2 separate regions of the Mus musculus genome follow, and region 1 is linked to region 2. Evidence: chromatin contacts called from public HiChIP or PLAC-seq data. All regions are on one chromosome and are shown on one strand. Each heading gives the region's core, a stretch centred on a gene start, on an enhancer-like site or on the middle of the called end of the contact. The rest is flanking DNA. Distances are from core to core; before and after follow the strand shown. Region 1 overlaps Mrpl1 (mitochondrial ribosomal protein L1). Region 2 holds the start of Cnot6l (CCR4-NOT transcription complex, subunit 6-like).

Evidence for each region. HiChIP or PLAC-seq counts read pairs in DNA pulled down with a chosen protein or histone mark.
Region 1: an H3K4me3 HiChIP or PLAC-seq map of bone marrow-derived macrophages shows a contact between it and region 2, with 2.6 times the contacts expected there. The contact joins the enhancer-like site here to the promoter of Cnot6l in region 2. A contact is called at or near these places in 5 of 39 promoter capture datasets (the C10 cell line, hippocampal neurons, neutrophils and 2 more), 4 of 484 Hi-C or Micro-C datasets (ECoMG-derived neutrophils, the HL-1 cell line, epidermal suprabasal cells and 1 more) and 4 of 115 datasets of contacts at active chromatin or transcription factors (the SCID.adh cell line, bone marrow-derived macrophages and embryonic stem cells).

Annotation. Positions count from the first base shown.
Region 1 is chr5:96,243,614-96,247,036 of GRCm38.p6, forward strand. All of the region lies in intron 7 of Mrpl1 (mitochondrial ribosomal protein L1), which reads left to right. Among named protein-coding and RNA genes, the nearest start is that of Mrpl1, 35 kb to the left of the region's middle. Within about 2 kb of position 1,343, at least 13 of the 459 cell types and tissues checked have an H3K27ac peak or open chromatin away from gene starts, as enhancers often do. A contact at or near this core is called in bone marrow-derived macrophages, where this site is marked.
Region 2 is chr5:96,159,470-96,163,289 of GRCm38.p6, forward strand. Cnot6l (CCR4-NOT transcription complex, subunit 6-like) reads right to left here and starts at 2,521. Exons shown (of 12, transcript NM_144910.2): 1 at 2,468-2,521. It overlaps Gm52799, which reads left to right and starts at 2,326. Exons shown (of 2, transcript XM_030254979.1): 1 at 2,326-2,422; 2 at 2,670-3,820. The coding sequence starts at 2,326. The coding sequence ends at 3,286.

The sequences.
Region 1 (3,423 bases), core at 93-2,592, 83 kb after region 2:
CAGAGCCTTGTCAAATGGGTGAGCTCTAGTTTCAGTGAGAGCTCTTGTATCAAAATATAAGAGGGAGAATGATTGAGGAAGCCACCCAACATCAACTTCTGCCCTCCATATGCATGCACACAGCTTGTATGCACGTGTGCATACATATCACATGCTACTCATGTGCACACACAGAAATGCAAAGGACCTAAAATAGAACAACTTGGAATAAGAACAAAGTTGAAGATTTGCAGAACTTGTTGGTTATGATGGTGCTTGTCTTTAATCCTAGCACCCAGGGGACATAGAGGATCTTTGTGAATTTCAGACCAGCCAGGCTGCAGAATGATAATGTCTCAAATTATAAAGAAATAAAAATATTTTTATAAAGTTCTTTTGACATTACGATATTGATGTCAAGAAATAAAACAATGGAAAAAATAGAGAGCCAGAGAACATAGATGTGTGTGAAGAACTGACTTCTAGTCACTTAATAACACTGAGTGGGTAAACCACAGTGTCACCAAAACTGTTCAATATTTGTCTGCAACAAGTCAGCAGCAACCCTCATGTCAAAGCTCATATAACTCGCAATGTGTGTAAAAGTTATATGCAAACCCTTAAATGTGAATCCTAAAATTGATTACGTTAGAAGAAAGGTTTGGAAAGCTGGGTTATGGAATGAATCTTTTTAAGATGTGACAACAAAAGTGTTAGTTACTCAGAAAGAGTTGGTAGGTGGGTCTGTGTAGAGGCGAGTTCCAGATCCTGAAAAGACAGTGCAAAGACAATACACAGATTATGGAGTGAAAAACAAATGTGCAAATCACGTCTGGTAAATCCTAAGTACATAAAAAAGCTTTCTAAGCTTGATAAACTACCCAGTATTTTTGTATTGGCAGAATTTGAACACTAACAAGAGATAGGACAGATGACAAACAAAACAAGATGATCACCAGCATCTTTAGTCATTGGGTCAATGTAAACTAAAACATAGAGAATTATCACTGCATATCTACTGGATGGCTAAAACTATTCCCCCTACCTTTACCAAGGATTGGTGAGGACATAGAGGACTGGACCATGCACACACTATGAGAAAATTCAGTTTTTAAAATGATGCAACCTCCTTGACAAGCAATTTGGTAATTTGTAAAGAAGCTGAACTTCCTTTTTCTGCCCAGTTCTGCTATTCCAGTTTTAGCCGTGTATTCAGGAGAAATGAAAACATATGTTCAAGCAAATCAAAACATATGTTGATATTTATAATAATCTTTAGTTGGAAACATTTTAAATATCCATCACAGGATCCATATAAACAAAAGTAATAAATAAACTCCATATATGCTAATGTATGCTGAGTGAAAGAAGCCAGCAGGGGGGGGTATATATAGTACTATTCCATTTGTATAAAATTCTAGCAAATGTTAGCTAATTTATATTGATAGAAAGACAAATAGTGGTTACCTTGGACAAGACAAAGGCGGAGAGGGACAGGAAGTAGGAATTGCAAAGCAACATAATGAATATTAGAAGTGATTAATTATCCTGACTAGTGGTGGTTCCAGGAGTGTAAATGTATGTCAAAACTATATTGTATACTTAAGAGTATGTGCCAAGAGCTGGAGAGATGGCTCAGTGGTTAAGACCGCCTGCTGCCCTTCCTGAGGGTTTAAGTTTGATTCCCAGCATCCATGTAGGGTGGCTCTCAACTGTGTCCACCTCCCTGGATTGCCTCCTTCTGGCGTCCTTGGGCATCTGCACATATATCCACACACACACATCCACATTTATTAAAAAAAAAAAAGAAAAATCTTTTTAAAACCTTGTTGTATGTGTGTATGTTTGTGCCCGAGTGTACGTCTGGGTGGTTACTGTGTTCATGAAAGAACCTGCAGGGATCAGAAGAGGATGCCAGAGGCCCTGGAACTGGAGTTACAGGCAGTTATGACCCACTGTGTGGGGACCATATTCAGGTAGATCCTCTACAAGAACGGGAACTGCTCCAAGCTGCTCACCTATCTATCTCTTTAGTCCTGTGCTGGCTGGTTTTACGCTCCAAGAGCCAGGTTTAGAACTTTCATGTGGAGCGTAGTTTGAGTAGTTTAAACTCATTTTTCTTCTGTCTCAAAGTGGTAAATATAACCAGCTGAATTCTATGTCTTTATTTTCTTACAGGCTAGTGTTATAAACTCAACCATTATTCTTTGAACTATGTGAATGGTTTTGTAGCCAGCCAGTTTCTTTTTGAATCTTTCCTATCATTTGTACCTAAAACTTACATATTCATGTATTTACTTGTGTATATATGGAATCAACTCAAATCCTCATATCAGCAAAAATATCACTCAACTTATTTATTGAATATAATGAAGATAAAACAAGCTATTGTTGGAATATTTTGTTTTAATCACGTGCATTGCTATCCTGTGATCATCATCTATTTCTGTCTTGGCATGAAGTGTAATTGGTTAAAAATGAAGGTATTAGATTTCAGGGGAAGGTCTTAGAGCATGACCTTAGGGAGTGTGCTGTAGGGAAACAATAGGAAATTCTGACCCACACCATAGGCACATGTATGTATTTTTCTCCTTCTAGAAATATCAAGCTATAAAGCATAAATACCTCTTTAAAATTAATTTACATATGCTACTGTGCCAGACAACGCTGACCTGTAATTTTCTTGGCAAGGATGAAAATAACATTTGCCTCATTCTTAGTGGTGCTGGGATCAACCCATACCATAGACCTTTCAATGCCTGTTTGTTATATTCCATTATGTACTGTAAATAGTTCCTGTTGGTGGCCTTTTGTGTGTATCCAGTTTTTGTTATATGGATGACACTATGATGAAATTCTTGCAAACAAATGTTGCCAACATCTCCCAAATATACCTTTAGGTAAATTTCTTGAAGTATAAAAAATGTGCATAAAATGTTATAATCATTCCAGATAGTATTCATTTTGGAATGAGTACACTAATATAATTTACACAACAATGAATTTATAGTTCTTATTCTCACTGCTGTTGGATATTAACAAACTTAATCATTTTTGTCAGTTTGGTAGGTTATGCATGATTGATGTAGGTTTAAATTCATGTGTGCCTTTCTCTTAAAAATGCAAGGAATCATATATCTCAAAAGATAAAAGTAAAATCACAGAACCTCTACAAACCTACAAGTAAGAAAAAAAAAGTTTTCTAGCCTCTCTAGAATAAATGACACTGTATTTTATATTAAAAAAAAACTAGAGCTCATATAAAAGATGTTTTAAATTAATGCTTTTGTTTCTCAGTCAGAAAGCTACCAAGTTCATCATACCCAAATGTTAATTTTTTTAAGTTTTTTTTTCAATTTTAAAGATTAATTTATTTATTATATGAAAGTACACTGTAGCTGTCTTCAGACACTCCAGAAGAGGGCATCGGATCTTGTTACAGAT
Region 2 (3,820 bases), core at 1,271-3,770:
ATCAACTTACAGAACTTAGGATCCTCTCCCAGGGACTATGTTTTTAAATTCATTAAAAAGTAATGAAACTAAAACTAATCAAAAATAATAAATATAGCAAGTTTGGCTATTTTCTATAAACTAACATGCAAGGCTACATTGACAATTTTACGTCTAGAAAAAAAAAAAGGACATCTCATATGCTTACACAGACTTTATGTATATTAAAGGCCTCTGAAATACTTTTTCTCCTCATTGCTGGGACCCAAACCCAGGGCCCACATATTTGTACACAAAGCTACATCCCCAGCTGTATTTTCTCGACCCCCTAACTCACAATTAAGCAATATTGCTACAGGTAATTAATGAGTATTTGTACTTAAAAACTTTTCGATACTTATAATCAGAGCAGTAGCAGGCAGTAGTAAAAGATCGCATCTACTATATGCCAAACATGTTTTCTCAATGGCCTCTCACAACCTTACTGAAAGAGTATCATCTTCCTGATACAAGAAAACAGATACACAAATCCTAGACATCAAGAGAACATGACAATAAGTATTAATGACATGGCCATGGTTCTAACTAGTCTGTAAAAGTTAAGACCCTTTTCCTATTAAACTCCACACTTCGGCTGTTCCTCGAGTAATGTTGATAGAAACAGCTTTTTACTTCTCCTCTCCCCACCCCCACCCTCCCATTGAAGAACATACTGTTTCTCTGTGAGCCTAGGTTCAGAAAAGAGCAATCTCTGGTCATTACAGTGACCACGACCTAAAAGCTTCAAATGATACAGTATTGTGTGACTCCACCCACAGTCAAGGTCTAGCTGTGTGGTCTAACTAGACCCAAATATAAAAAGTGAGGTTAGTCGGCAACTAAAATACCGTTTACATACAGTTCTGAAATGCCCTATTCACTCAGTGGCAGATTTACCTTTATTTCCGCTTTTTGTTTTGAGATAGCTTTCCAGGAGCACACAATAAATTGACCATAGAGGCTGATGATCTAGGTTTGGGAGACTTAAGGAAAAACACGTTTGGTTGCACATGACTATCTCCATGGAGAATTAAGATAACGAGAATCAGTAAGATAGCATCTAAAACTGCTGTAGCGTGCCTTCACTGTGTACAAACAGCTCAGCTAAACTCCTGAACACAATCCGCCTAAACAGTCTAAGCTAAATAAGCCGCCGGTAGGGTTAAGATGACAGCTCCGGGAACTTCCTCTTCCTCACTGACCTCCTCAGTTCTGTGTCCACGCCTTTCCCTCTAGGAGGCAGGATATAAGCCATTTCAAATTCACAAAATTGATCCAATCCCACCAACACCACAGGCCAACAAGGCCAGTTTCCCTTTCTTCCTCTCTGCCTTTCCAGAGTGATTTCCAGGGAAGTGAAAAATCTAACCAACGATAAAGTATCCGCTGCAACAACTGCAACAACAAAGAACGTATTTACTCAAGCCTCTGCTCGCACAGCCTTAAAGGACGGACGGAAAGAGGAGATCCGAACCCCACGAATTCCGAGATTTCCTGTTTTGATTCACTTTCCCTCGGGTTCCCCACGCCAGCCTGGGAAGGCCTGCAGTTAGAACGCCAAAATATGCCTTCCTCTCCCCTTGGGAGACGCGGAGGCGGCACAGGCGACCACGATCCGCGTGTCCCGCCCCCGACCCTCACCTGGCCAGGCCCGGGGCAGCGCCCGGGGCCCGCGCGAGGACGGAGTCCCAGGAGCGTCTGGGGAGGCCACCGGGCGCGAAGACGGTTAGGCCGCGCTGCAGGCCGGCGCGCTTCCTGCCGCGGCCCCGGCCTCGGGAACCGCGGCCCGAGCCCCCGCTGCCCGCCGCCCGCCGCCGTGGGGGCCGCACTGCCTCCCGCGTCCACGGCGTGGGTTCCCGCCGAGCCGTTCTCACCTGTGAGGCTCTGAGCCCCGGCCTCGAAGCGGAAGGACCTCGACGCTCTGGGGTCCCCGACTCCGTCCCCCTCCCCACACGCACACGGCCTGGAACCCGCGCCCCCTGAGGCGACGCGGGCCGGCTCCCGCCGCCCGACACACACACACGCAGACACACACACACGCGACACACACGCACACCCACTCGCCGCGGGGCCGCCTCCCGCCCGCCAAAGTCCCAACTCACACACCCACACACGTTCGTCCCTCGCCCACCTCACTTCCCCGGGGAGACGCGCTCCCCCTCGCTCCACTCCCGGTCCGACTCCGAGGCACGGAAACACTCTACCTCATTCTCCTCCGCGGGCCCTGAACGAGCACCAGCAGCCATTTCCCCGCGGCTGGGGAAACACACACACACAAACACGCGCGCGCGCACCAGGGCCCCACAGATGCTCCCCTCCAGACCTCAGACGCAAACACAAACACCCACGCCCGCCCGCTCACCCCGAGGGGCCGCGGCGGCGGCGGGAGGCCGGGCCCCGGAAGGCGAGCGCGCAGGGCCGGGAGTCGAGGCCCGCGCCCCCTCCTCACCTGCATTCAGCGCGCCAGGGTCCGGACGGCGGCGACGGCGGCGGCGGCGGGGCGGCTGCTGCTGGGGCTGCGGCGGCGGGGGAGGCGGCGGCGGCGGTGGCGGCGGGGCTGAGGGCAGTAAAGACATGCAGGCAGCCCGCCGGGGGGAGAGGCACCGGCCGGAGGGGACGCGGGGCGGGCGGGCCGGGCCGGGCCGCCTGAGGAACCACCGAGGCGGCGGAGGGCGGCCGAAGGGAGCGCAGAGCAGACGGATCGGGGGGCGGGGAGGGGGGACGCGGGCCGCGCCGCGCAGGACCGGGGCGACCGGGGCGCGTAGGAGAGGGCCCGCGGTCGCCGGAGACGCCGCTGCGAAAGCCTCGCGGAGCCCGCCCTTGGCCTTGGCCTCCTGGCGCTGAGGCTGCCGCCGCCGCGGGGGTCGATGCCGAGCCGGGTCGCTGCCGAGGCCGGGGCCGAGGAGAGAGAAAAAGAGAGGGAGAAGAGAGAGAGAGAGACGCGAGCTTTCGATGCCTTCGCTCTAATTCACACACGCTCACAACCCCGAGGGCCGGGGAGAGAAGTCCAGGCGCTATCGCTTTAGAGATTAATAACAAGGTGCAGAGAGTGCGAGGAGGAGGAGGAGGAGAGTTGATTGACGTGGAGGGGCTGGCGGGAGTCAGTCACTCCCCGGCGCCGAGGGGTGGGGTGAGGGGAAGGGGGCGGGGCCCCGGCGCGCCGCGCTTCGGGAGTTGCGCGTGCGCGCGGGACGGCCAAGCGCCTGGCTCGCTTCTTACCGTCGCCCTCGCTGGTGTTTTGGGAAAAAAAAAAAAACTGCTTTATTAGATTGAGTGGAGGGTAGAAGCCGAGAAGACTCGTACGATTAGCAGAACCTAGGTGCTGATGCTGGGGATGGGGAAGGGACACGCGGGTGCTTGCACTGTTTCCTGACGCTGGCCCACGCAGGCCCACAGCAGAGCTCAGGGCATTCTGGGTGGTTAATTAAGGAGACCTCAGGTGAGGTGGAACGACCCAAGGAAATGTTTTCTGACGTCCTCAGTGGGTTTCTTGACTTCTTCTTCTTCTTTTTAAAAACAGCATGTGTAAATTGCATGGCGGGAGGTGGGTTTAAAAGCCTATGACGCTCTGCGATAACCCCGTCCTATTTTTAATCCTCTCTCGCGATAAAATTGTATTTGGCAGTTTGCGGCGGTTACGGAGTGAAAACATTTAAGTGTAAACTGGAAATATTATTGGTTACCGTGTGAATGGAGCTTGCTATTTTAAGTCCGGAGGATTTTACTTGTGCCACCTGAAGCTTCTTCCAACAAAGCTAGAAGCAAATTGCATGTGCTCTGCAAGGCAGAGTGCTGCCTTGGA